Linked DNA regions of Mus musculus: region 2 is linked to region 1. Evidence: chromatin contacts called from public promoter capture Hi-C data. All regions are on one chromosome and are shown on one strand. Each heading gives the region's core, a stretch centred on a gene start, on an enhancer-like site or on the middle of the called end of the contact. The rest is flanking DNA. Distances are from core to core; before and after follow the strand shown. Region 1 has its middle 12 kb from the start of Lyrm7os. Region 2 overlaps Rapgef6 (Rap guanine nucleotide exchange factor (GEF) 6).

Evidence for each region. Capture Hi-C pulls out chosen DNA fragments and counts their contacts.
Region 2: a promoter capture Hi-C map of adipose tissue shows a contact between it and region 1. The contact joins two enhancer-like sites. A contact is called at or near these places in 2 of 39 promoter capture datasets (the 3T3-L1 cell line and liver), 3 of 484 Hi-C or Micro-C datasets (bone marrow-derived macrophages, nephron progenitors and rod photoreceptor), 3 of 115 datasets of contacts at active chromatin or transcription factors (CD8 T cells, bone marrow-derived macrophages and large pre-B cells) and 2 of 9 other capture datasets (adipose tissue and liver).

The regions. Positions count from the first base shown.
Region 1 is chr11:54,806,238-54,809,601 of GRCm38.p6, reverse strand. No RefSeq gene overlaps it. Among named protein-coding and RNA genes, the nearest start is that of Lyrm7os, 12 kb to the left of the region's middle. Within about 2 kb of position 1,746, at least 131 of the 459 cell types and tissues checked have an H3K27ac peak or open chromatin away from gene starts, as enhancers often do. A contact at or near this core is called in adipose tissue and bone marrow-derived macrophages, where this site is marked.
Region 2 is chr11:54,689,969-54,693,332 of GRCm38.p6, reverse strand. It overlaps Rapgef6 (Rap guanine nucleotide exchange factor (GEF) 6), which reads right to left. Exons shown (of 29, transcript NM_001252494.1): 26 at 2,928-3,156; 27 at 1,593-2,095. Among named protein-coding and RNA genes, the nearest start is that of Cdc42se2, 96 kb to the left of the region's middle. Within about 2 kb of position 1,897, at least 24 of the 459 cell types and tissues checked have an H3K27ac peak or open chromatin away from gene starts, as enhancers often do. A contact at or near this core is called in adipose tissue and bone marrow-derived macrophages, where this site is marked.

The DNA of each region.
Region 1 (3,364 bases), core at 497-2,996:
GTCCTAGGTGGAGCAGAAGGCCAAGGGGTCAGTGGGATGACCAGAAAGTGCCAGGATCCCAAGAGCAAAAGAGGCTGTAGAGGGATTTGTTCCAGACCCCTTTGGCTTCAGTTGTAGCAGTGAGGTCTGCTTACCCTCTAAACAAAATACTCAGAATTCTTTGAAGGAGGTGGGTTCACTACAACCAACAAGCAAGGGGACTCAGGGAAACCACCAGAAGTGACAGCAAACACTGTTCCTAAAGCTTACAGAGTAGCTTTAAGGACATAACTGCATATGGCAGCTTTAGGGGAACAGAGCAACAAGCTAATGGGGTGAGGATGGATGGACAAATGCAGCAGATTGCAGAAGCCATGAGAGCCAGGAAAGGAGACAGACAATGTCTGGGAACAGGTACCCAACTATTTCTCCCAAAGAGGGGCCCCTGAGCATCTTCAGATTTGCTTTATTCCAGAGCTTACAGAAGTTATTAGCTTAGGTGGACATTTTAAAGATTTATTTTGTTTTCATGTATGTGTACATGAGTGTTATCTGTGTGTGGGTATGTGCACATGTGTGCAGATACCCGAGAAGGCCAAAAAAGGGGCATCAGATCCCATGATGCTGGAGTTAAAGGTGGTTGTGTGCCACCTGATGTGTGTGCTGGGAACTGAACTCAGATCCTCTGCGGGAGCAGCAAGTGTTCTTAAGTGCCGAGCCATCTCTCCAGCCACGGTCACAGGTTTCTCTGATGTGTTTTTTGTCTTATTTTGCTTTATCTTGCAGTTTGGGGGTATCCACCCAAGACCTCCCCAGTGTTGAAACAAGAGTTCTTTGCCTCAGCTACACCTTCTTGTTGCCTGGTCTTTTTCCTTTCCTTCCTTCCCTTTCTCCCTCCCTCCCTCCCTCCCTTCCTTCCTTCCTTCCTTCCTTCCTTCTTTCCTTCCTTCCTTCCTTCCCTTCTCCCTCCCTTCCCTTATTCCCTCCCTCCCTCCCTTCCTTACCTTATTATTTGTGGTCTATGTGGTTGTTTCTCTGTGTAACCCTGGTTGTCCTGGAACTTACTATGTAGACCAGGCTGGCCTCAAGTTCAGAGATCTGTCTGCCTCTGCCTCCCGTGCTGGGATTAAAAGTGCACACACCACCTTGGCATCTTTGTGGTTCTTAAGTGTGTGTCACAAGTTTCAGCTTGACACAAACCCCGAGACACCTGAGAAGAGAGAAACCTCAAAAGAGGAATTGCCTAGATCAGAGCGACCTGTGGTCATGCCTGTGAGGCATTTCCTTAATCTCCTGTTGATGTTGGAGGACCCATCCCAGGATGGGCAGCACCATCTCTAGGCAGGAGGTACAATTCGTATGACTTAAGCTTTTACCAGGACAAACAAAATCTCTTTCTTTCTAAACACTCTGTGTGTGTGTGTGTGTGTGTGTGTGTGTGTGTGTGTGTGTAGTATGTCAGGATTCATGCATGTGTAGAGGTCAGAAGACAACTTGCTGAAGTTAGATTTCTCTTACACTATTTGAGTCTGGGACTCAAACTTAGGTCATCAGGCACGGCAGCAAGACACCAAGCACTTTGAGCCATGTTGCAAGCCGTGTTGCTGGCCCTTTTTTTCCCCTGTATTAATTAGGTAATTATTCCCTCCCCCACCCGAGTAATATTTTATCTAGATGCTATGATGGTTCCTCTTTCACTTTAACTCATCTGGGTGTGAACAAGGATGTGGGGGCCGGTTGTTATTGCTTATGTAATGAAGACTGTGGTGAGGCCGTGTGCCAGGCTACCAGACATATTCCCCTTTGCATTCAACCCTTCTGTAACCACCATCCTCAGTAGGAAGTGCCCCACATCGCCATGTTGAACGCTCGCTGCCATAACTCTTCGTCTGAAATTAGTGTGACTGTAACTACTTTTTATGAGCTCAGTGCTATTTCCTGATGAGCCTTTAAAGCTGTCAAACTATGTTTTAGATAAGCCTAAAGCCTGGCCTGGTGACACACACTTATAATCCCAGCATTTAGCAGGCAGAGGCAGGAGGCCCAGGAATTCTAGACTAGCACTAGCCCACATAGTGAATTCAAAGCAACTGTTGTCTACATGAGACCCTGCTCTGCCCACTCCCAAAAGCATAAAAACATATCATTTGATTAATGACTCTAGCGGAACCACAGTTCTTCATAGGAAGAACCAAGTCAGGCCCAGAACTAGAACAAGGACTGAGGAGATGTCTCTGTGGTAAGAGCACTTCTGGGCAAACATGAAGACCTGAGTTTGAATCTCAGCACCTACATAAAACAAGTGGTGTGGCTATGGATGCCTGTAGTCCCAGAGCTGTGGGTGTCAGAGCAGGAGGACCTGTGAGGCTTGCTGGCTGCCAGTCTAGCTCCAAGTTCAATGGGAGACCCTGCCTCAAGGGCATAAGGTAAAGAATGGACAGCAAGACATGCGACATCTCCTCTGGCCTCAGAAAGCGCCTTACTCTACCAACACCACACAGGCGCGCGCGCGCGCACATGCGCACGCACACACACACACACACGCACACACGCACGCACGCACGCACGCACGCACGCACGCACGCACGCACGCACGCACGCACGCACGCACATATACTGCTCCAGGTTCAGTTCAGGACCCTGTCTCAGGCCAGGTGGTGGTGGCGCACGCCTCTAATCCTAGCACCCTAGAGGCAGAGGCAGGTGGATCTCTGAGTTTGAGGCCAGCCTGATCTCCAGAGTGAGTTCCAGGACAGCCAGGGCTACACAGAGAAACCCTGTCTCGAAACCCAAAGACAATCAAAAAGACCCAGTTTCAAAAATAAATAAATAAATAAATAAATAAATAAAGTGGAGAACGTATGAGGACAACACTCAGAGTTGACCTCTGGCCTGTGCATGCATGCTTGCACGGGCAGCCACACCCACATACACAAACATGTATGTATACATGCACACACATACACAAAAGGGAAAAAAAGAAGTGGGTAATTGGACTCCTACTTTCTGTCACATTCCAAAGCTACTCCATTTGATTTGGTGACTTATTGTCAAAAATAAAATGAAATAGGGTCTCACTTATGTGTCCCTGGATGGCTTGGAACTCATAGAGATCCACCTGCCTCTGTATCTTTATCACTGGGATTAAAGGCAAGTGCCACCAAGCCTGGCTTCAAAAACCAAACAGTAATAAAGGGCTTCATAATAAACATTTCTTAAACTGCACGTTACACTCAGTGGTACTATTAGTAGTCACTCTTTTTTGATTTGAGACAAGGTCTCAAGTGCCTCAGGATGTCCTCAACCTTACTATGCAGCTAAGAAAGACCTTGAGCCACTCTTCCTGGGATCTGGAGTGAGGGGAAGGGAGCCCCGAACTTCTCAT
Region 2 (3,364 bases), core at 648-3,147, 120 kb after region 1:
ATAGCCAGGGCTATATGGAGAAACCCTGTCTCGAAAAAAACCAAAAAAAAAAAAAAAAAAAAAAAAAAAAAAAGAATAATGATAACTTTTCTTTTTGCTGAGTGTATAATAAACCCCTGGAAAGGGACTAAGCTTCAAAAAGTATCAGAACAAGGAAGAAAGGAGTGAAGCCTGTTCAACTATCTGTTGATTATACAAAGAACATCTAAGACACTGCCAACACATGAGCAGAATGGACTTAAGGAGTCACATCTACATCGCACATCACACCATCACAACAAGAGCTTTGTCCTTTGGGTTCCTAGTCTTCTACCAGTAAAACTCAAAAGTAATGTAATGTCAAGGTCAATGCAATCAATGAGCCTTCTTAGTGTAGATGAACTAACTCTTTGTGGTATCTTAAGGTCAATGTAATGTCAAGGTCAGAATAGGCCTCTGCTTTCATCTGAGGACAAGCAGACATGACTAAGTATGACAGTGGAAAAGTTGTCAAGAGAAGAGAAAAATGAAGAAGGATTTACCCATATCACCAAGAAGTGAAAGACATTAAAATTAACACTCAGAGGGACCTGTGCTTATACATTCCTAGAATCCTGAAAAGTTCTAAATAAATCCAAGATATTACAAGATTAGCACATTTGATAGTTATTTCATGTAACAGGGAAGTAGAGATATTATGTGAAAGTACTCATTTAATTCAGGGAATAAACAAATTGATGACTAAATATACTGCAAAAGCTCACTAGACAGCAACCCTCACATCAGCTGACACCTGGTGAGGTCCACAGAAATGCCTGGGGTCTCTTTCTGTCTCTGTGGTGCTGAGAGTGAGTACAGGGTCCACTCACGGGGCTAAGACCTACTGTGTCAGAGTTGGTTCAGTATCTTAGCAGGTCTCTCTGCCTGAAAAGTAAGAGGACCTGTTGTTTCTGTCATGTATACATAGCAACTGTGGACCCAACAACTTAGAGATCAATACAACAATCTTTCCTTTCCCTGCACATACTCCTAATGGCATGGAACTTTAGAAAAGGCATCGCCGAGGCTCTACCTGTGGGTCTGTGTGTTCCATGTGTATCTGATAGCAAGTATATTTTCTGTTAATATTATTGTCAATTCCCTTTTTGTTTTATAAAAACAAGGACATGCATGACAGAGAAAAACAAAACAAAACAAAACAAAACAAAACAGAACAAAACAAACAAAGCTCCGGAGAAGCCACAAATTTTGGAGCAATAAATTGTGGAAGGAAGAAAATAAGTATAGCGTCAGAGAAAGAATAAGATCTGGTAAAGAAGGCTGGTGAGATGGCTCAGCAGGTAAGAGCATGGAAGACTGCTCTTCCAAAGGTCATGAGTTCAAATCCCAGCAACCATATGGTGGCTCACAACCATCCGTAACGAGATCTGATGCCCTTTTCTGGAGTGTTTGAAGTAAGCTACACTGTACTTACATATAAATAAATAAATAAATAAATAAATAAATAGCCCATTCTTAAAAAAAAAAATCTGGTAAAGATAGCCCCGTATCTCTTTCTAGGGGGAGGGGCAAATAATGCCTCAACATCAGTGATACAAAAACCCTGCACTTACCAATCAAGCCCTTGTCTGTACTGGAAGTGACAGTTTTATAAACAGGGTCAGTGGTATCCCTGGGCTCCAAGCCATCAGGTGCCTCTGCTGGTGCACTTTCCAACACCCTCCGCTTAACTGTCCCGTAGTTTGGTTCACATGTGTCCGAGAGTGAGCTGGAGGAGGCCCAACTCTGCCTCAGCTGGTTCGTCTCTAGGCTGCCTTTGCACTGGCCACAAGTTCTTGAGCAGCCTTTAGGACAGGCACAGGGCTCACAGTCAGTGGGCTCAACTTCTGCAATAGGGTCATCTAAATGCATGTGTCTGTAAGAATTCAGGAAGTCCCAGCTTTTTTGATTTTGAAGGCTTTGGAAGTTGTCATGGGAGCTGCTGGAACAGGAAGTCCAACTGCCCCGCCCACTGTCAGCTGCTTCCAGCACAACATGCTCATGAGACATCTCTTCGCTGCTCAGAGAAGATGAGACAGCTACACCCTTGATAAGACACGGCTTTGACAGCATCCACCTGAAAGTGGGGACAAACAGATGAGCAATGAGTAATCTGGTGGTATACTGGAGACTCCTCAGCACATGGCCCCAGGACACACCTGAATCCTTAGCTAGGCAATGTTTCCTCTAAGAAATCCTGACTGACTTTAAATAAAAGTACAAGATGAAATTTGAAATTGGCATTTGACATCCTTTTTTTTGAAGGAGGGACAGACTCAATTGTGCTTTTCTTGAATGTCAATTTTTTTTTTCTTTAAGAAAACAACAGTCTCAATGTCAAAAGGCTAAACATGGGAATTCAGACCAAGGCCTGGCCCTACTCTCCTAGCTCTTGCATTGTGCTGGACAGACATGCTGGCCTGGAAGTCTGCTGTACGGTGAAATCTTTCTCCAGGAGCCACACCACTAGTAACAGCAGCAGGTGCACAGGATTCTTAGTGAGTGACGAGATACATGGCAGAAAGTAACCTGAATAAAGAGAGTTCAGGAACATACAAAAAGGGTATCTACCAGGTGGCAGCTGCAGCACATTCCTTTAATCCCAGCAGTCAAGAGGCAGAGGCAGAAGCAGGTGATCGGATCTCTGTAAGTTTGAGGACAGCCAGGGTACACAGAGAAACTCTGTCTAAAGAAACAAAAACCAAACCAAAACAATAAAAAAGGAAACCTGTGTATCTCTCAAGTAGCATGAATTTCCACACTCAGTATGTACAAAGGGCATACATGTAGCCTCACACTCTTACACAGTATGCCATAGACCTAAGCTACTGGGGGAGGGTGCAAGGCAGGCTCTCAATGCTGCATACTGGTTCTGTTTTGGAGGCAAGAGCACAGACATGGATGTTTACCCGTGAGCAAGCTGACTGTGGTCTGAGATCCCGGAAGGGTGATCTGTCTTTTCCAATGCCCCTGTGGGCTCAGGAACTGCCAGACTGTGGGAGGAACAGCGTTCATCCTGCCCAGCTGCAGACATGGAGTCAACAGAACCATTGCTCACAATGCTGGACCGAGAGGAGATTTCACTGTGGCTGGAGTCAGACAAGTTGTCACATTTACTTGATGGTGTGAGTGTATAACCTGAATGAGAAGAGAACACCCATCAAACTTCAAAAAAGGGGACAAACAGGGGCAGCCGTGTGAGACCAAGAAAAAAAATGAAGGAAAACAAACAACAAACAAACAAACCCAAAGTAGGAGGGAATGCCAGGATGCATGCCTGAGGCTGTAAGGATGGCAATTTCTCCATTCCTTTCCCCATATAGCCAATTCACCCACCACCTACAAC